Regions from separate parts of the Mus musculus genome. Here region 2 is linked to region 1. Evidence: chromatin contacts called from public HiChIP or PLAC-seq data. All regions are on one chromosome and are shown on one strand. The core of a region is the stretch at or near the end of the contact, and the rest is flanking DNA. Distances in the headings are between cores, read along the strand shown. Region 1 overlaps Cttn (cortactin). Region 2 has its middle 25 kb from the start of Gm45181.

The links. HiChIP or PLAC-seq counts read pairs in DNA pulled down with a chosen protein or histone mark.
Region 2: a contact with region 1 is called in a FOXA1 HiChIP or PLAC-seq map of pancreatic cancer cells. The contact joins two enhancer-like sites. A contact is called at or near these places in 1 of 115 datasets of contacts at active chromatin or transcription factors (pancreatic cancer cells) and 1 of 9 other capture datasets (adipose tissue).

Annotation. Positions count from the first base shown.
Region 1 is chr7:144,444,798-144,449,432 of GRCm38.p6, reverse strand. Cttn (cortactin) reads left to right here. Exons shown (of 18, transcript NM_007803.5): 13 at 3,561-3,630. Among named protein-coding and RNA genes, the nearest start is that of Gm34561, 16 kb to the right of the region's middle. Within about 2 kb of position 2,147, at least 76 of the 459 cell types and tissues checked have an H3K27ac peak or open chromatin away from gene starts, as enhancers often do. A contact at or near this core is called in pancreatic cancer cells, where this site is marked.
Region 2 is chr7:145,139,342-145,144,502 of GRCm38.p6, reverse strand. No RefSeq gene overlaps it. Among named protein-coding and RNA genes, the nearest start is that of Gm45181, 25 kb to the left of the region's middle. Within about 2 kb of position 3,637, at least 29 of the 459 cell types and tissues checked have an H3K27ac peak or open chromatin away from gene starts, as enhancers often do. A contact at or near this core is called in pancreatic cancer cells, where this site is marked.

The DNA of each region.
Region 1 (4,635 bases), core at 898-3,397:
CTCATGTGGCACACTGTGGGTTCATTCTGTTTCACATGTGGGGCTGAGGCCAACCAAGCTGAGTACTTGGTCACAGCACAGCAGTTAGCAGGAGGGATCTTGGGTGAAATTGAGGCACTTGATACAAGGGTCTTGGGACCTATTTGACCTTTTTTTTTTTTCTGACGCTTTATTTATTACGTATACAGTGTTCTGCTTGCATGTGTGCCTGCACACCAGAAGAGGGCACCAGATCCCATTATAGATGGTTATGAACCACCATGTGGTGCTGGGAATTGAACTCAGGACCTCTGGAAGAGCAGCCAGCAAGTGCTTTTAACCTCTGAGCCATCTCTCCAGCCTGACTATTTGAACTTTTTTTTTGTTTGTTTGTTTGTTTTTTTTTTGTTTTGTTTTTTCGAGACAGGGTTTCTCTGTATAGCCCTGGCTGTCCTGGAACTCACTCTGTAGACCAGGCTGGCCTCAAACTCAGAAATCTGCCTGCTTCTGCCTCCCGAGTGCTGGGATTAAAGGTGTGCGCCACTACTGCCTGGCTTGAACTTTTAATTATTAGCAGAAAGCCAGGCAAAAACCAGTTCTCAGAATTGCTTAGTGGCCACATTTAGTCACTGTCTGTTACCACAGACGGGGGAACTGGACTACTTACTAGTCTTGTTGCAGTGGGCCAGCACCTGGGACATCCTGGGCCTTAGCCTGCCCTTTTTCACTTTTTCCTTCAGATAGGGTCCTGCTGTGCCACCCAGGCAGGCCTGGGACTTGAGGTGCTTCTGCCTCGGCCTTCGGGGTCTGGCATTGGTGGCCAGTGCCATCCTGTCCAGCTTTGTCTTTTAGTCATGAAAGCGTGTTCCTGTGGTAACAGATTGCTCCTTCTCTCCAGATCCCCTCATCAGCCTGTTGTTGCTTTTAATCAGTTCCAGAACCCTGTAAGGTCAGCTGTGAGCTGGTGAAAGTTGTTTTTCTAGTATGTCAGCCAGTGGTGGGGAAAGCTATTGCTAGACAGCTCTGTGGGTTCTCCAGTGGTCTGGCAGGGGCTGCTTTCCTCTGCCTGAGGTGAGCTGCATACTCTCAACTGCACAGATGCCAATGTTCCTTCCTGCCCTTGACTGTGGTCACACATGGCGTGCCTGGGTCATCCCCTGAGTTGTTCTTCCTTTAGACTCAGCTCACTGTGGTTGGCTTCATCCTGGGCATCTCCCAGGTCACCAGGGTATCTCACAGGAGACCCCTAGAGCAAAGCTGGTGGCTTGTGCTAACTGGCCCTGAGGAAGCAAGATGAACTGAGTTTAAGAATGATGATATGTAGTCAGGTGGTGTGCACACCTTGAATCCCAGTACTCAGGTTGCAGAGGCAGGCAGATCCCTGAGTTCAAGGCCAGTCTGATCTACAGAGAGTTTCAGGATAGCCAGGCCTTTACAGAGAAACCCTGTCTCCAAAACAAAAACAAACTCATTGTGTGTATGCATGTATATGTGTATGTGCCACCAAGTATACTTGGTAGTCAAAGGACAGCTTGTGTGAGTTGGTTTCTACCATGTGGGTCCCAGGGTTTGAACTCGGGACACTGGGCTTGGAGGCAAGTGCCTCTACCCAGTGAACCCTCTCACTGGTCCCTGGGCTGAGGTTTGAGGGCAGATGGTCAGTGACAAAGCAGAGGATGGGACAGGAGCCTGCTTTGGGAACAAGGTCATTGCAGATATGGAAGAGTGAGGGTGGCGATTCTATTTCCTGCTGTGGGGGAAGCCTATGGAACATTCAGCCTTTACTGAAGGAGCCTGAGTCCGGGCACAGCTGCACACACCTGTAACCCAGCACTCGACAGAGCAGAGGGCGGGCTTGGTGTGATTCCAGGCAGTGGTGGAGGCTTGCAGAGTTGGGGGACTTGGGTAGAGAAGATGAGAGTGATAAGGCCTTAGGCAGCCAGGATGCTGCAAGGCTGCCTCAGTGGCAGGGGAGGGCCATGCAGCATGCTGAGGGGCACCCCTCAGGGTTTTACCTCTGCCAGTTGGAATAGACTGAGCAAGGAGGCTGGGTAAGGTGGCAGGAGACCAGGTGTGTGGTGGCTGAGAGCCCTGTTGCAGAAGACATAAGGAACTAAGTGTGTTAGTCAGAGGCTGGCATTGAGGAAGTTGTGGTGTCTGTGGTTAACAGTGATGGTAAAGATGGCGACCACTGACCTTGTGCACTCGTAGTCAGGAAATGATGTGGTTAGCATTGTCTCGTCTCCCCACCTCCTGCCAGCCAGGCATGGCCATTCTCTCCCTGTCTATTGTCCTATGGAGATGCCCAGGGAACTGTGGGCAGGATCAAGGCCCAGCTATGCCACGAGGCTGTTCTGAGAGCAGTGTTCATCCCGATAGTGACTAGGATAAGGTGGTAACCTCGATACCAGCCTGTCCTCTCCTGGACAGGAAAAGTGTTCCTCTGTGGTGCCTTGGGCAGCTGCAAGTTGTCCACGGACAAGAGTGGCCACCCTTGGGCTCCAGAGCCAGGTTCTGTGGAGAAAGGGCCAGAGTGAGGGCTGACTTGGCAGGATGGATCAAGGGCTGAGGACGGGGGGAGACTCAGGAAAGTGGAATTGCGATCAAGAAGCTGGACTGGGGCTGAGCGAGCCTCAGAGGTGAGGCTGGCTTAGGGTTGGGAAGGCCCTAGGTGTTACCCCAGCACACTTTAGAAAAAAGGGGGTGTTGTGATCTGGAAGGCAGGAGTGAGAGAAGGGAGCAGAGGGTGTGGAGATGGATCAGGGCTCCTCCAGGCAATTGCAGATCAGACAGGAGCCTCCTAAACAGCTAGGTGAGGGTTGTTCTGAAAGAGCAGGCTAGGGTCAGGTTTAGGGGCGGGGTGTCTGGGAAGAAGAAAAGGGGTGGTGAGAGCAGCTAAGGTGGGCCCAGCTCTGAGGGCCCTCAGCTGAGAGTGGCTTATGGGAGATCAGGCAGGGTTCATCTCCCATGGTCTCAGCTTCCCTGTGGAAGGGAGATGGACAGGGGCTGGTGGGGCAGGTCACACTGAGAGTAGCCCATTGGAATCAACGTAGTTGAAGGACACTACTTTCACTGGGGAGAGGCCCCTGGACCACCTTCAGTCTCCCTTCGTGTGGTATGTGTTGGGACTAGTGAATGTCCTGAACCCTGAGGTTCTTTTTAGAAGCCACATGGCTAGGGCTGTTGTTGGTGTCAAGAGACCTGTCAGCCCATGCTTAGGTCGGCCACTGACTTCCTCTGTCCCTACCAGAGTAATTCTGGAGCCTGTAAGCATGGTTGAGGTGTGGGAAGCTGAGAGAGCCTACAGAAGAGCAAGGAGGGGCCTGGTAAGGTGACCCTGTGACCCACAGAGCCTCACAATGACTCATGGTCTAAGTTCAGGAGCATGCACCTGCAGGATCATCAGTATGTCTGTGGAAGGGGAGCCGAGACCCAGTGACTGTGGAGTGCAGGATGGGGCAAGAGCTCTCTGTTGTGGGGGTGTTTTGAAAGCTGGGGAAGGCCCATATTCTCTAGGTTACAGCTGCCCTGGCTGTGAAGGAGCGGGGATAGTACTCCCTGATTCCTCTCTGTCTCCATAGAATGCATCCACCTTTGAAGAAGTGGTCCAGGTGCCATCTGCCTATCAGAAGACTGTCCCCATTGAGGCCGGTGAGTCCTGGCAGTCTGAAAGCACTGTGGCTATGTGGGGTACAGTGTTGGTGCCCCGTGGTGCCCCAGGCATGACTGAGGGGAAGGCCTTACCTGTGGGGTATTGGTGAGAGGTGCTGGAGACCAGGTTCTGAGAGCAGCCTACGTGTATGCCCTGAGCCTACTTCTCTCACCCACAGCTTTGACCAGTGGCTCAGAAACATGTCCTTTCAGGTGTCTACTGGGTTTGTGAGGAGTGAGAATCATCTAGAGAGTGCATTTGTATATAGGATAGAAATTTCAAAGCACATCAGGAGGTGGTGACCATTGGCCACTGAAGACACAGGATCAGTTCTTGGGTCCATTATGAAAGCCATCAGCACCTTTTGCAAAGGCCTCTGGAGGCACCACTTGTTTTATTGATATCTTCTGTGTCTCACATTTACAAGGGTCCAGGTATGGTGGGATATGACATCATCTCAGCGTTTGGGAGACTGAGGCAGGAGGATTGCCACAAGTTCAAGATCAGCCTGGGTTACGTACTGAGGCTTGGACCAGCTTCAACTATAGAGTGAGACCCTGTCTCAGAAAGAGGAAAGAAAGAGTAAACAGGATGCTTTTAAAGCAGTGAGACTGAGGTGCTTGCACGGAAAATGCAATTTGCAATTAGTCTGTGTCAGGTTGCTGAGCAGGGTGGCATTGTGAGGACCACGGGCTTCTCCTACATGCTCAGGGCTTACTAGGGAACAGGAATGACTGTGCTAGGCAGGGCAGAGGATGCTCTCAGGGAAGCTATGTGAGCTCGAAGGCCCAGTGGGCTGTGGTTCCACCGGGCTGGGGATTCCCCTGGGCTGTGGTCTCTGAACACTTCCGGAGGCTTGCTCACCCAGCAGCCTGCTATCTATCTGTACCTTGTCTGGTTTCAAATACTAGATGTAGCTGCTCTTTGATACTTTATGGGTTCTTTTTTTCCACCCTTTATTATACCCCTATCCCACCCCACGCCATCCCCGCCCCCTAACACCT
Region 2 (5,161 bases), core at 2,388-4,887, 690 kb before region 1:
CAGTCTTCCAGGTGTCCCACCCCACATCCTTGCCTGTCCTGTGCAACATACGACCTCTCCCCTGTGCTTGATGCCACACAGACCCAGGCCCTAGCCTCTGCTCTGCTTGTGGTCAGCCATCTTTCCGCTCCTCTTGGGGGCCTTACTGTACTGCTCTGTGCACAAGGGGTGTGTGTGTGGTGTATATGTTTGTATGTATGTATGTGGATTGTGTACATGGTGTGTGTATGGTGGTGATGTGTGTGTGTGTGTGTGTGTATGGTATATGTGTATGTGTATATGTGTAGTGTTTGTGTGTCTGGGTATGTATCAGCCTGTGCTCAGCAGCCTTCTTGCAAGTCTGGGTAAGGGTTCTCTGTATGTGACAGTCCCACAGCCCAAATCCTACCACACTCCACTGAAGAGCAGACCGTGGCTCCTGGGGACCCTTTGAGGGAGACCTTGCAGCAAGGAGGCAGGGGCTGTTTACCTTTGGGTGTGTGAGCATCAAAGAAGCTGGAGGAACCCTGCTGGGGTCCCCTGGCAGCCCCATTTGGGCAATAGCATTCTTTCCCCCAGGAAACAGGGTTCCTGGCAGAAGGTGCCAGAACTTCCAGACAGAGCCAAGACTCCACTGAGCAAGATGCTTCTTCATGTCTCAGTCCTGAATCTCTGTCCTTGGCCAAATGCCAACATCAATAGCTATCCACTGGTAACTGACTCCGGGTTTCATGTCATCTCTGGGGCCCAGGGAGTCAGAGGATTTGCTCAGCAGTGTGGGTTACCACCCCTGGCCCAGTCATTCCCACAAGACAGAGGGCTTGATGCACTTGGTATGCAGTGCTGATGTCTGGATGCTGCCTTTGAGGACACATGTGTCCTCTGCTTCCTGCTCTTATATTCTCGCTGGGATGGAAGGACAGTCTCCACCTCCTAGACTTAGGGCAGGAGCTCTTACGATATGACTGGCACATAGTGGAGACTTGCTGACCCTGTGGCACACACATTGGTAGTGCTGGAGATGTTAGATAGGTGGTACTGGATCCTGAACCCTGGACTCTCAAATAGCCAGGCTCGGCCACACCACCATCATCAATAGGCTAATTAAACAGCTAAGTTATAGTGAATGCAGAGAGGAGAGCCATTCAGTACAGACACACTGGGAAGAGGGACAAAGAGGTATAGTGACTCCCAAGTCTGTTTTCAAGGTCTGGATACAAGGCTCAGGCTTAAACAGAGGGCAGGAGGAGTGCAGAGCTAAGAGTCCTGGTCAGGGTGTGGTCCTGTCCATCACTGATCCATCACTGTCTCAGCTTCAGTCTCTCCTGCAAGGTGATCTGACAAGTTCTCAGAACTCTGGGGGGTCTCTGGGAGACAAGCTCCCCTCTGTCTGGCTCCAGGCTTTAGCCTTTCCCTTCCCAGTGTGAGATTCCTGGGGCAAATCCAATGCCTTGGGTTCCGTTGTTTCAGTGGTCTCACAGCTAAATGGAGGTTCACAAGCATCTCCTCAGGTTATCCTCACTTCTGCTGGCCTGGTTACAACTGGGGGCATCAGAAGAGCCCTGTTGCTTTCTCCCTTCTCTTCTTCCTTCAAACCTATGACCTGGTACCACTGAGCAGCCGGGGACCTCGGGGGCCTCTCACATGCAGACTCCATTTGTTTAACTGTGAAATGGGAATAGCAAGCTTCTCTCCACGTCCGTTGCCGGTGTAGGCATATGAGAGGCAAGAGTGTGCCTGAAACAGGGAAATGAGCCTGTTATTGTCCAGTTATTACTTGTTAATTTCATAGACAGATCTGCCTGAGAGCTTTGGCACAATGATGGATACAGCACCCTGGTCTCTACCTCCAGAGATGGGCACAGGGGAGGTGTGAATAGGCCAGGGGTGTAAAGAGGCCCCTTCTAGAGCTCAGAGTGCTGGGTTGGTGGAGGTGGCAGAGTACAGGGCTCAGTCATGGGCATGGATACAGGTACAGAGAGTGCAACTTGGCTATTATAGCTTCCTATTCTTGCTTCTCTGAGCCTCAGTTTTCCCAAGTGGAGTGGAAGTGGGCGAGGCTGGTTGTGATGCCAGAGGGTGACAGAGGACTGAATGATGAATGTAACCCTAACCCTGAGTGAGTCCTGGATGAGCATTAAACGCGGAGTTGTACCTCCACCTCAGAGCTGACTTCACTGCCCGCCTGCCCACAAAGCCAGTATGGAGTTGTCGCAGGCCTTGGCAGGAAAGGGCAGCACCTAAGAGGTGCTTCAGTGGTCAGGAGAGGCAAGAACCTCTTTGATGGCTCTGAGTCTGCAGAGGGACCAGCTTCCTGCCACCTATGTCCCCACCACCATCCCTTTATCTTTCCAGGCTGCACCGTCCCAGGGGAGCCCACCAGGGAAATCTGAGCTGCAGGCAGGAGCTGTGGGCTGTGTGTCCGCCTGGACCATCGCCTGGGGATGGGAGTGAGTCCCAGGTGTGACCATTGTTCCTGAGCACAGGTGAGGATAATGTGACCTGACAGCCTGAGGAAGGGCCCCTGGAGGATTCATGGGCACTGGAGAAACCAACATTCTGTGGACATCCCTATGGCCCCAGCCTCTTCACTTGCTTCTAGAGTCAGTGGTTTGGATACACCTGGGCTCTGGGGCAGCCCATTCTCTGAGTGCCTTGGCAAAGATCTCCACTGGGAAGGACAGAGTATGTATTGTCGGGGATGCAAGCCCAACCTTGGTGTCCCATTGCCATCCATGACCACAAGAATTCCTTTTGCACACTACTTGACAGCAGGAGGACCCCCCCCCCCTGCCCAGCCCTCAACCAAGCCTGCACCCATGGGGACAGCTTCCTCCATTCCTCATTTCCCTCCTGTCACTTCCTTGGGGCTGGAGGAAGGCAGAGCCCTAGCCAAACATACCTCACCCACCATTTTTTTTCCAAAACCTAATTATGATGGGCACAGACCCAGGCCCAGGCCTGCCAAGATACTCCCCGTGTGAATACCTGCACAGGGCCCTCCTGTGGGAACCAGGAATCACCAGAGCCTGGCATCTGTCCCCAGCCTGTCTTGTGACATTAGGCAGATCAAAGCCCCATTGTAAAAAGTCATGCTCACTCTGTTTGTCTGCTTAAAGCCTGTGTCCCAGGCGGGTCCTTCCCTAGGACAGACTTGGGGAGAGGGATCTGACCGCCAACACAGGACTCTAGCCCCAGCCAAAAAGTAAAATCGTCTTTCCTGGGTCTGAGGCTGAGCACACCCTGAGAAAAAATGAGTTCACATGGGGCAGTGTGCCCCCTCCAGCATCTACCCAGGAACAAGTTTCTACCCAGTTCTACTAAACTACTAAGAGGGAGCTTAACCTCCCAGAACCATGGAGGTGGAGTGGGGGAGGGGGGAACAAGGCAGCTGAGGAAATGGAGGGGGTCACTCCACACCACAGCACCCACAAGGCAAGAAAGGGAGGATATATCAGATACACCCAAGGGGGATAATAATGTCTGTGTCATTTGATGGGGAGATTCAGATGGCTTAAGTTCCTGGGTGACAGTGAGCTAGAGGGGTCCTAACCATCTTATACTCTACACATCCATTGGTATTGGCTACCTCAAGCACAGTGCCAAGGTGGATTAGTAATGTCTGCCTGGGTGCTTGTCTCACGGTGGGTGATGATGTCATCTCTGGTGTATTAGTCAGACGAGCTAGGATTTGTAGTCTTACTTAGTAAGCCTCTCACAGCTCAATAGCTTAATGCTGTGAGGGGTTGTTTTCCTCTCACCTGAAGACTGCAGTGAAAGGATGTGTCTGGTGGCCCAGGGTTCCATGCTGTCTGTATCCCATACTGCTGCTGGAGAGGTCATTGGAACTTCTCATGGTTGCTATGATCAGAACTGTTCTTCCCCCCAACCCCTCAATTCACACGCTGAGGTTCTGGTCTTCAGTTCCCTACACTGTCACTATGTTTGGAAAGAACCATTGATGAAGTTAGGTAAAAGTTAGGTCTTTGTGTCAGGCCAGAGAAATTAGTCTTTATAAGAACAGGACCTGGGTGCGTTCAGAAGACAACCATAAGAGGGCACAGAGAGAAAGTGCTCTAGACAAGTGATGAATACCTACCTCAGGAGGCTCCATCCCTGCAGCACCCTGGTGAGACTCACGACTTCTGTTAAGCCTCCTGGCTATATCAACTACATATGTCTATAGTGTCCTGGTTTTGAACTTGGGCTCTTGTCTTGGTAGTGCTATTTCAAGAGGTTCTAAAATTTTGGAAGATGGGATCTACCTAGAGGAAGTAGATCACAGGAGTTGGGTCCTTGGGAGATCTGATTCATGGCCCTTTCTTGTCTCTCACTGTGTTTTCTGTCCACCATGATGCAAACTGCCTCCCCATCACTTGTTTTTACTACCATAATGTTCTGTCCAAGTACACAGACTAAGCAGTCATGCATAGAATAGAGCCCCCTGAAACCATGAGCCAAAACATATTGTTCCCATCCCCTGCAAGCTGTGCTCTCGGACAATTTGGTCAAAGCTACCCAAAATAACCAGTGTAAAGAACTGATGCTGAGAAGTAATGCAGATGCTGTAACCAAACCTGGCCATGTTGTGTATCAGCCTTTGCAACCAATTTGCTAAATCAATCTAAAAGAGGTTAGAGCTGCTGATTAGAGGAAGCCCAGAGTACTGCAACGATCTTGCGAAAGCTCAGAAGATCAGATGCTGACAGGAATGGAGAGAGCTGAGACTCATGAGGTTTCAGATGGGAACAGGAGTCCCTGGGATTGGACAAGTGGCCCTTCACATAATGTGGAGGAATTATTCCTCACTGAAACGTGACATTTTGAGTGAGGTTGAATTTTAAACACTAGCTCAGAGGAAGGACTTTTTAAGGCAGTGTGGTGTGTGGCTGTGGCATGGACATTGCATACTGTGTTTAGCCAGCTTTACACTGAAGAGAGAGAGAGAGAGAGAGAGAGAGAGAGAGAGAGAGAGAGAGAGAGAGAGAGAGAGAGAGAGAGCAAAGAGAGCGCAATGAGAGTTGGAAAGAAGGGCAGGTTTAAAAACTGTAGAGTTTGGCCAGAAAATGAGAGCATTCAAAGTTTTATACAAGTAGGGTGTGGTTGTTAAAGAGATTAGCATCTTTAAAAAGAAGTCAAGTACTTTGAATCAGGACAATAGCAAAGATGTCTTAAGGGCGTC